Regions from separate parts of the Mus musculus genome. Here region 1 is linked to region 2. Evidence: chromatin contacts called from public promoter capture Hi-C data. All regions are on one chromosome and are shown on one strand. The core of a region is the stretch at or near the end of the contact, and the rest is flanking DNA. Distances in the headings are between cores, read along the strand shown.

Evidence for each region. Promoter capture Hi-C pulls out the DNA fragments that hold promoters and counts their contacts.
Region 1: a promoter capture Hi-C map of hippocampal neurons shows a contact between it and region 2, with 5 times the contacts expected there. The contact joins the enhancer-like site here to the promoter of Cnih3 in region 2. A contact is called at or near these places in 6 of 39 promoter capture datasets (the 3T3-L1 cell line, 3T3-L1-derived adipocytes, embryonic stem cells and 3 more), 2 of 484 Hi-C or Micro-C datasets (cerebral cortex and cortical neurons), 4 of 115 datasets of contacts at active chromatin or transcription factors (embryonic stem cells, forebrain and neural progenitor cells) and 1 of 9 other capture datasets (macrophages).

What each region holds. Positions count from the first base shown.
Region 1 is chr1:181,456,323-181,461,410 of GRCm38.p6, reverse strand. Cnih3 (cornichon family AMPA receptor auxiliary protein 3) reads right to left here. Exons shown (of 6, transcript NM_001160211.1): 6 at 770-2,186. The coding sequence ends at 2,159. Among named protein-coding and RNA genes, the nearest start is that of Ccdc121, 53 kb to the left of the region's middle. Within about 2 kb of position 1,885, at least 16 of the 459 cell types and tissues checked have an H3K27ac peak or open chromatin away from gene starts, as enhancers often do. A contact at or near this core is called in hippocampal neurons, where this site is marked.
Region 2 is chr1:181,351,184-181,355,678 of GRCm38.p6, reverse strand. It overlaps Cnih3 (cornichon family AMPA receptor auxiliary protein 3), which reads right to left and starts at 3,051. Exons shown (of 6, transcript NM_001160211.1): 1 at 2,173-3,051. The coding sequence starts at 2,253.

The sequences.
Region 1 (5,088 bases), core at 636-3,135, 110 kb before region 2:
CTAAGGGAAGAATCTCTCACACGCATCCCCTTAAACCACCACGCACGTCCCTTAGCTAGAGCTCTCTGCTTTAAAATCTTTCCTCATAAAAGTCAAAGCTTTTGGTGGGAACAGAAAGGTCATGTTCTCTTAAAGTCGGCTACCAGGTTCATAGGCAGGCCTTATAAACTCCCCCACTTTAAAGCAGAAAACAAGAGGGCCAAGTGGAGGGTTCAGTGTGCTAGGAAAGTGGTCTAGAAGATGTAAAGTCCTGCCGTATGAAGCATTTACTGCTGAGGGATGATGTTAAATTGACCACTCAGGAAGTTAGGATATGGTACAGACCTCCTTTGTAGGTTCGAATGTCCCAAGTCCACATTAACAATCTCTGATATTGGTGTCTCCTGTCAAAAACGACTTTAAGCAGTTTTGGAAGAGGGGAGTGTAAAAGAGATTCCTGAAGAGAGGAAAGAAGACCCCTTTCCTTATGTTCTCCATGTCTTTCTTTTCTTTTCCTTTTCTTTCTCTCTCTTTTTTTTTCAAGATGATGACGGTGTTAGCTTTGCACCTGACACTCAGACCTCCACTGTTTGTTGATGTGACTAGCCATCCCTGGGAAAGGTACCCAGCTGAGGTTGTGTAGCTTCAACAAGTTACCCTCAGTAGTAAGAGCTCCTGCCAAGGGAAAGACCGCATTCTCCCTGTCCTCCTAGACTGCATTCTCCCGAACCGGCTGTGGTTGATACAGCTGGCCCCTCAGAAAAGCAGCCTTTTGTTTTTCTTCTTTCTTGCAAGTTTTTTTTTTCTCTCTATTTTGTTTTCTGTAATTTTTTTTTTTAAGAAACACTGTTTCTTTTTAAAAACGCTTTTCTACCTACTAGTTTGCCAACCATATGGATACCCCGGGGGTGGGTTGAAATGAGATGAGGTGAGCCACTCAAGTTGTTGCTGCATCTTAAACATAGCACACAATGTGTTACACAAACACCATTCAAAAAACTGAGTCACAGAATTCAGATGGGAACCAGTACATATATAAATAGTGTGTGTGTGTGTGTGTGTGTGTGTGTGTGTGTATGTGTGTGTAATGGTAGAAAGCAAGGCAGTTTGGGGAATCAGGTTAAAATCATTGTGCCCAGTTTAAGCATCATAAAAACTCAGCCTTGTCAGTATTTACACCTGTCCTGCAACTCCCACCCAAAAAAGGAGCAAAAGTCAAGTGGAAATTTCTAAATAAGCGATGTCCCCACATTGAACTGAGGAGCACAAAGGCCGTGAAGCATCAATGGATGTGATAATTGTGTTGTCTCACTTCCTGGCTGTCCATACCCACACACAGAGCAGCTCTCTGTTTCTGGGCTTCGCACTATTTTGAGGGGTTTGGTTTGGTTTGGTGTTTTGTTTTGTTTTTTGCTTTGGCTCATGCCAGCCAGCTGATTGGCATGTAATGACTCTGATGAATTTTTGGCACAGTGGCAGAATACATCTTGGGAGGGTGAAGAACTCACACCTGGGACATGTTGCAGACATTTTTAGAAATCCATTTTCTCCCCCTCCCCAGTTCACACTGGACAGGGCTTGCTGCCACACCCAGCTCAGGAAGCCACAGCCCAGGCTCCTGGACACAGAGCGTAAAAGTGACGTGAGAGGTGGCTCAGGGCAGTCCCCACAGCTTTCTGCCTTGCACTGAGCAAAGCATGTGACCACAGCTCTGGAAAAAAAATGACAAGAGTCTTGGGCAGCCCATGGTGTCCCTGTGGGTCTCAGCCATCCCTGAAGATCTGGCCTTGGCCCTGAGCCATTCTGTCCCTTGTTCGACACCTGCCAGCATCTGGCCTCATTTCTACCATCCAGACGAGCTCTCCATGTGAAACTCGCACAGTTCTGCTGCTCAGTGAAGTGGATGAAGGAAGTAATAATGGCATCTCCAGAGGTTGAGTGTTTCATCAGCTACAAGCTGGCACGCCCATGCTCAGAGGGGCCCTGCAACCCATGTGGGATGTGAAATGCGAAGGCAGAAACAGACACACGTGGGTAACATGGCTCTGACTGCTGTATGACTCCCGTTCCTTTCATTCGGTCTCTGCCATCTGGGTCTCTCCGTCATCCCCATCTGGTGCTCCTCTAGCCACAGCCGCAGTGGTTCCCAGCTTCGGCCTCTCCATCAGCAGGGTCTGAGTTAGGAGCTCACTAAGGTGTAAATCATGCTGGGTGCAAACAAGAAGAGGAAAACAGATGTCAGCAGGAGTCTGTGGCTTTCATCAGCCCCCTTCCAAGTCTGGAGCCTATGGATTCAACTCATTCCCGTCTCTGTGGTCTCCAGTTCACCCATGGAGGCCTTGCTATAGCCCATAGTGTGTCTGCTAGGATGGCACCCCATGTCCCCTGTGGATGCTTATGAGCACTCTCACTGGGATGATCACTGTGGCGCATCACTTTTCCTGCAATTACAGGTGCCTATGGGGTAAGATTCTTCACACCACCATCTGCAACCACATGCTTACAGAATGGCTGCATCCTTACCCCTCCTCCCCAAGCCCCCGTGATGTTACATGATGTGTCAATTCCAAGGGTCTGGATGAAGAACATTGTCACTGATATCAGTGGGGTTGCATAAACACAGTCCTCGGGGCAAATGACATAAGTGAATCTTAACTGGGCATAGGTCCCCAAACCTCCTCCTTATGGGATTAGTAGTGACCAAGTAGGAGGGACCTGCATTCCTATGGCCTGACAAGGATGTCAGGCTAATTCTGCAAGGCTGACAAGTTGACCAGAACTACAATCTACTCCTCTGTCTATTTAGAAAAAGAAACAACTCTCCTGACATTAGAGACCCCACCCCTGACTCTAAGAAGTTGTCTAGGAGCAAAACCAAATAAAAGAACCTGGACTATTTTCCTCCCATCCCTGCACAGCTGGGAAGCCCCCTTTCTAGAGCCAGACACAGCAGATGTGCCCAGGCCCCACTGCCTAGGTCTGGAGCTAGACAGATGGATTCTCGCTGTACAGCTCAAACAGATCAACCACTTTCTAACTCCAAAGCCAGTCCTCTGACCATTGTGGACTGAGCCTAATTGTGGACAACTGTGGTGGTTTGAATATGCTTGGCCCATGGAGTGGCACTATTAGGAGGTGTGGCCTTATTGGGGAAGGTGTGGCCTTATTGGGGAAGGTGTGGCCTTGTTGGAGGAAGTATGTCACTGAGGGGGTGGGAAAGAGAGCTTCCCCCCAGCTGTCTAAAGATGCCAGTCTTCTCCTGTTTGCTTTCAGAGTAAGATATAGAACACTCAGCTCCTCCTGCACCATGCCTGCCTGGACACTGCCATGCTTCCCACTGTGATAATGGACTGGACCTCAGAACCTGTAGGCCACCGCCAATTAAATGCCGTCCTTTATAAAAGTTGTCTTGGTCATGATGTCTACACAGTAATGGAAACTCTAACTAAGACAATAACTCTGTCTAACTCACTGTAATTCTTTTATTCCACACTAACTGAACACCTACTATGTACCAAGCACTCTTCTCAATTCAGGGAAATGATGGTGAGTGTGTGGGCTGAGCCCTGGCCAATCTGTGACAACAAACACCATGGATGCCTACTATGTGCCATGAAGGGCACTGCTGAGATAGCGTTGAGGGAAGCAGATAAGTTCTCTGCAGCCTAGAGAGGAGTAACCCATAAAAGACAGAAGTATAAACTGAGAAGAAACAGACAAGGAGAGACCAGTGTGCCCAGAAGTAATGGACAAAAGGATGGGGTGACACAGCATCACTGAATAATATGGGCCAGGGTCACACTCGGAACCTTTCTAGCCAGGCCTGGCGGCACAGGCCTGTGATCCCTGCTACTCCATAGACGAGGCAGAGGGTTCAGGTTTGAGGGTGTCCCAGGCAATTCAGCAAGACTAGGTCTCAAAATCAGAAGTAGAAAAGAGCTGAGAGCATGTGACATGGTGGTAGAGTGCTTGTCTAGCATGGATGGGGCTCTAGGTTTGCTCTCCAGAACAAGAAAAGAGAGAAAAGGGGAGGGGAGGGAAGGGGAGGAGAAAAGGAAGAGTAAAGAAAAAGGGGGTAGGAGAAAGGGGAAACAAAGAAAAGGGGGATGGAAAGTGTAATAAGAGAGAGAGAATGAAAAGAAAAAGGACCCTTCTACCGAGGAGACAAACTGCCCACCCTGGACTCACTCACCAGGGTTATTACACACCCCCATCACACATAACCCATAAATGTCACCTGCACCACAACACATTCTGAGATGGAGACAGTGGCGAGAGCCCTGTGGTTAGCACAGTGCAGTAGAACTCAGTCTCCAGTGCTGCACACAGCTCAGAGGCTGCTCTGCAGGCACGAACTTCCCCTCCCTTAACAAAGCCCAGGCTAATGTTCTACACTGTCTGGGTCTGGGTTTGGGAAACTCGAGGTGTACACTTGTGGTTTGAAGACGACGCTGTGAGTATGGTATGAATGCCGTGACAAACTGCAGCTGAAACTAGAATACAGAAAGTTCAGTGGACTGCAGGGAACTTAGTTACAGAATGACCACTCCCAGCTAAGGGCCTGGGGCCTCCAACATTGTCCACTCTGTCCCTCTTATTCTACAGCCCAGCAGAGAGCAATGTCTGGCTGGAGCTAAAACCCAGAAGGAAGGGTCCTGTTTCAGTTTCCCAAACTAAGGTGGATCCTAGAATGGTGGACCAGGGAAGGCCTAGCCACTTTCTACTGATTTTAAAGAGAGGTACTGCTATCTGGGGACAGGCCACTCAGCCTATGATTTCAGGAGGTCTGTGGTCTCATGGTGACAGTGAGGCTGAGTTCACTTCAGAGAGGATACTCTGTAGGGCATATGGAGGCCAACCTTGTGAAGGAAAAAGTGGGATGGAGAGCCAGGCACCACAGGCTCCTTCATGGACGCATTAGATCTAAGATGTTCACCGAGGCCAGGGCAGTGGCTGCTTCCCATGTTGATGCAGAAATCCTAACAGGTGACAATGTTCCCCCTACACACCCAAACCCTCTGAGTGACCCCATCAAGCAGGGCTTTCATTGGGGCACAGTGACGGTATGGCGAGATACAATTGGCTGAGGATTTCGGGGCTTGGGATTGG
Region 2 (4,495 bases), core at 1,802-4,301:
TGGACTGCTTGATTCAGAGAGAAGGAAAGGACTAGGGAACAGGGACTGACCCTGCTGTCACTATGTTACTTCCACCAGGGGTGCCACCAGGACCTGATTTGGGATTTGATTGTGTTGTCCTCCTCAGATTGGGAGAAGAGAGCTGAGGGCAGAGGCCAGCACAGGACATGCAACTGTCATTCAGACGTCTCTTGTGCAACTGAACTGTCCAAATTCTCTACTTTATTAACTGGTCCTAGAGTTTTGTATATCCCTCCCCATCCCTACACACACACACACACACACACACTGAGGGAAAGAAGAGATTTCTTTCTGGTGACCCACCCTGCTTCAGGAGCCAGTGCAGTGAACATCAAGTCTGAAGGAGTCACGGGTGCTCTCAGGACCTCCCACTCTCCAGGCAAAGCAAAACCAGGAAGAAACACCAAATTAAGTATTTGCCTTCAAGAATGTATAAGCCTTTGCAAATATGAAGAAGCTGAGAAAGTTCCTTTAGAACAAGGGAGCAGAACTCTGCTGTATGATTGAGCACTTCCTACCTGGAATCCCTGTTCATCCTATCCAGGAATCAATCTCTCTCTTTCCTCTCCTTTCCTCTCCTTTCCTCTCCTCTCCCCTCCCCTCCCCTCCCCTCCTCTCCTCTCCTCTCCTCTCCTCTCCTCTCCTCTCCTCTCCTCTCCTCTCCTCTCCTCTCCTCTCCTCTCCTCTCCTCTCCTCTCCTTTTCTTTTCTTTATAATTGCCAACATCCTCAAAGTCCAACTGTGTGCAGTAGAACAGATCCATTATTCCAGGGCAGAGAGGACAAAATCCCATCACATCTAACTGACTTTTTCTATTAGCCCTCAAATTCCTACATCGGACACCCCCCCCCTCTTATTTCTATATCCCTAAACTAAATGATATGTGATTATGCAAGCTTAGGAAGAAGCGGAAGCTTAGATGTGATCTACAGGGTCTTTTCAGGACCGGTGGTTAGAAGTCCCTTCCTCCTCCCCAGGCGCGTTCCCTCTGCTCCTTGTCACTTGGCCCCTTAGAGCAGGAGACTCAGGGAACTATGTTAAGATAAACCCTCTCACACTACAGACCACTCAGACAAAACATCAGCATCTCAACTGCGCCTCAGTCTTCTTCCTTCTAGGTCATCTCCTGTTGTACACAATCTCTCCAAGGCTCCCCAGAGCCAGGCCTCCAGGAGCTCATCTCAGGGTCCCTCCATCACCTCCAACCCTGCTGGAAGGGCAAGACTGAGTTGTTAGTGGTGCCTGTCAATCACTGGAACCTTGGCCCTTCTGATCGGCCTTTGCAGAGTGAGAAGAGGGCCCATAAGCAGCCTCGGAAGGAAGCTAGTGGGTCAAGGGTTTGTGAAATGTGACACAGTCCCCAGGAGATCAGATCCTCCTGTGTCCTCCTCCTTACTCCCCTTTAGGAGTCCTCCGATCCACACAGCTCCACACACCACACCTGACGATCTAGGACCCGTCTGCACTCCATGGCGAGTGGAAGCTCGTGCCCTGGGGATGATGGGACCTGGTCAGATCTACAGCACCTAGAGCCTTATTTATCCCGGTCTTCCTCCGTCCCTCTTCTCTCTTCACTCCCATCTCTCTTGATTTCCCTCCCTTCCTGCCTGGCCTCTCCCTGCTTCCTCTTTCTTACAAGGCGCTCTGGTTGTGTTTCCACTTCGTCTCCAATTATGTCTAAACGCAACCCACCACAGATGCTGACATTTTAAATGTTTAGTTGTTATAGTTACTTGACTAATTGCCTGGGACACTGGCAGGGCTTCTTCTCTCCTGCAGGCAGGAGAGAAGGGAGTGGGGTGCGGAAGCCCAGCAGATGGGGTTTTGAGCCACTACTCCTGGCCTGGCTGGGACACCTTGCCACGCCCAGGAATGTGCCCCGCAGGGAGGCTCCACCAGTCACTGGCTCCAGCCAAGGCAGGTAGGCGCCCGGCGCGGTACCGCCTGGTCTCAGGATGCCAAGAACTGTGTCTCCTGCCCCGGGACAGGGGAGATGGACAAGGTCTGCCCAGAAAGTACTTCTGCCTGACCTCGCGGTCCGCCCACGCCTGCTATGTCTAAAAGGCCGGTGAAATGAGGAAATGAGGTGGGCGTGGGGGGAGGGAGGACTTTGGGGTACAGGAGAGTTAGAAGCCTCTGCAGGTTACTCACGTGCCAGATAGCGAAAAAGATGAGCGCAGCGCAGAGCACCAGGGACAGCATGTAGCAGAAAGCAGCGAAAGTGAAGGCCATGGCTGAGGACCCCGGATCCCACCACACACAAAGCCGCTCCCTGGAGACCAGTGCCTTCCCAATTAGCAGTCAGAAAGATGTCTAGTCTACACACTCCGGGTAAAAACCCAAACGACTAGAAGCACCCACGACAAGCAGAGACAGAGTTGAGGGTCAGCGAAGCCCGGACGATTCTGGCAGGACTGGAGACCCGGGACTTGGAGCGCCCACAGGCACAGAATGCCTCTGGTAGCAACAGTCCCCCTAGCCGAAGAAGAAACCTAACCAGCAGAGAACACCTGCAGACCAGTGTCAACTAGAAAGGTTCTCGAAACTAACAGGCACCGGGTGCGAGGACTCCACTCTGGACCAGGCGAGGAGGTCCGGTCCTCTGGAAAGAGCTCTCTCTGTTGGTGCCCAAGCAAAGAGGTGGGGTGAGCACGACACCCAGACTTCAACAGCCTCCGGCCAGGTGCCTGGACTCCGAATCCCAAAGCCGCTCTGTCCCCAGAGCACAAGTCTTGAGGTGGGCCAGGTCCCGTTAGCCCTGCGCCCCGGGCTGGGGTCTCCCAGCGCAGCTATGCGCACTGAGATGCATCCGGCCCCGGACCCAACCGCGTCCCCCGGCCGCCGGCTTCGGTAACCCGGTGCCTGGGAAACTGGGTCGGGCCGGGGCGGCGTGGGCTCCAGCCTGGAGGGCCAGCTCCCGGCCAGGCGGCTGCGGCGCGGGTTTCCGGCCAAGAGCGGCTCGCAGCTGAATGGGGCTCCACCTGCTGCTGCTGCTGCTTCTGCTGCTGCCGCGGGCGCCGCGAGGAATGCGGCGCTGGGACCCCTCCCTCGCGGCGCCCCACCCTCGCCGGCTCCAGAGCGCGCCCTCCCCGCGGGCGGAGACTGCAGCGGCAGCGGCGGGGGCCAGGGAGGCGGCGGAGAGAAGATGCGGTGCTCGCCCGCCTCTCGTAGGAAACTTGCGGCCCCGCGCGCGCGGAGGCGGGAGGGGCAGGGACTCTTTGAGCACGTGCGCCCGGAGAGAGTGGGAAGGCGGAAGGCTATGGCGACAACGCGTCGGCCGCCCCTAGGCTTCCAGCCCTTTGGAGCACACCAGAGCAGGGAAGTGAGGGATCGAGGGAGTGGAGGGCTCCTGTTGGTTGGGTCCTGCTTAGGCAGATTTCCCAAACTGTAATCTACTTCTGATCTAGGGTGCCTTTACTGCTCTACCCTGTGCCCCCCATAGGATTCTGAATCAGCGCCCATCCCTCGCATCCTCCACTATCCTGCTCCATCTGACCTTGGGATTATTGGAACCTGGTCAGTGGGGAGTGGGAGGTGGGGGAGGAGGGGATAAGGCAAGGGTGCAGAAAGTGTTTCTGTGTTGCTCTGTGGCATTACTAAGAGCTTACATTACTAAGAGCTTACTGTTGAAAGCAGACTCGCTCCTACCTCCAACTTTCTTAGCCTCCTTAAATAAAACCTGAATAGCAATTGAGTGTCTTCAAACCCAACAGGACCTAGCAGGGAGCAATTGGTACCCAGTCAATCCGTAAATGTAGGGACCTCTGTCACAGAGGTTAAGCATCTTAAAAAATTGTATCATAATTGCTCAATAAAAAAAAAAAAAATCCAACCCTGCAGATAGAACTTGGATTTCAGATGAGTCAGCACAGGAAGCAAGAAGAAATGTCCTGAGAGACGAGTAGCAAGCAAGTCCCCCGGGAATCTGAGGTGCACCTCAGAACATCGGATTATGTACAGAAAAGAATGCTTCGCTCCCATCCTCCCCAACCTCTGGATCTTACAGGCTTTGGCCCCTTTTCTGCCACCTCTCCATGATGGTCCCTGAAACTTAGGGAGAAGGAGTGTGATATGATTGTCCATTTGTGGCTGGCTGAGCACTCCACTGCACTTTGACAGGTCATGTATTTACCTTAACTGCCCTCCACGGCACAAAACAACTTCCCTCATGAGATCTAAGAGCTGCACCAACCTATAGGTATAGAGATACAAAGTTAGAGGACAGTTTGATACTAGTTCCATTTAGCAAAATTGTAGAGAGTGTCCTCTGGACATGAACAATTCCCCAACCATGGATTCTGGGCCAGATATATAGTAGCAGGCATGAGTTTCCTCCTCAAAGACCTTAAACCCAGTCGGGAAGCAGCTGATTGCCCCTTTAACATTCATGCCACTGTTGTGCCCATGGCATATCTTGCCACATTGTCATTACTCAGATTCATTGGGTTCACAGCTGGTTAAGACTGTTGATGAG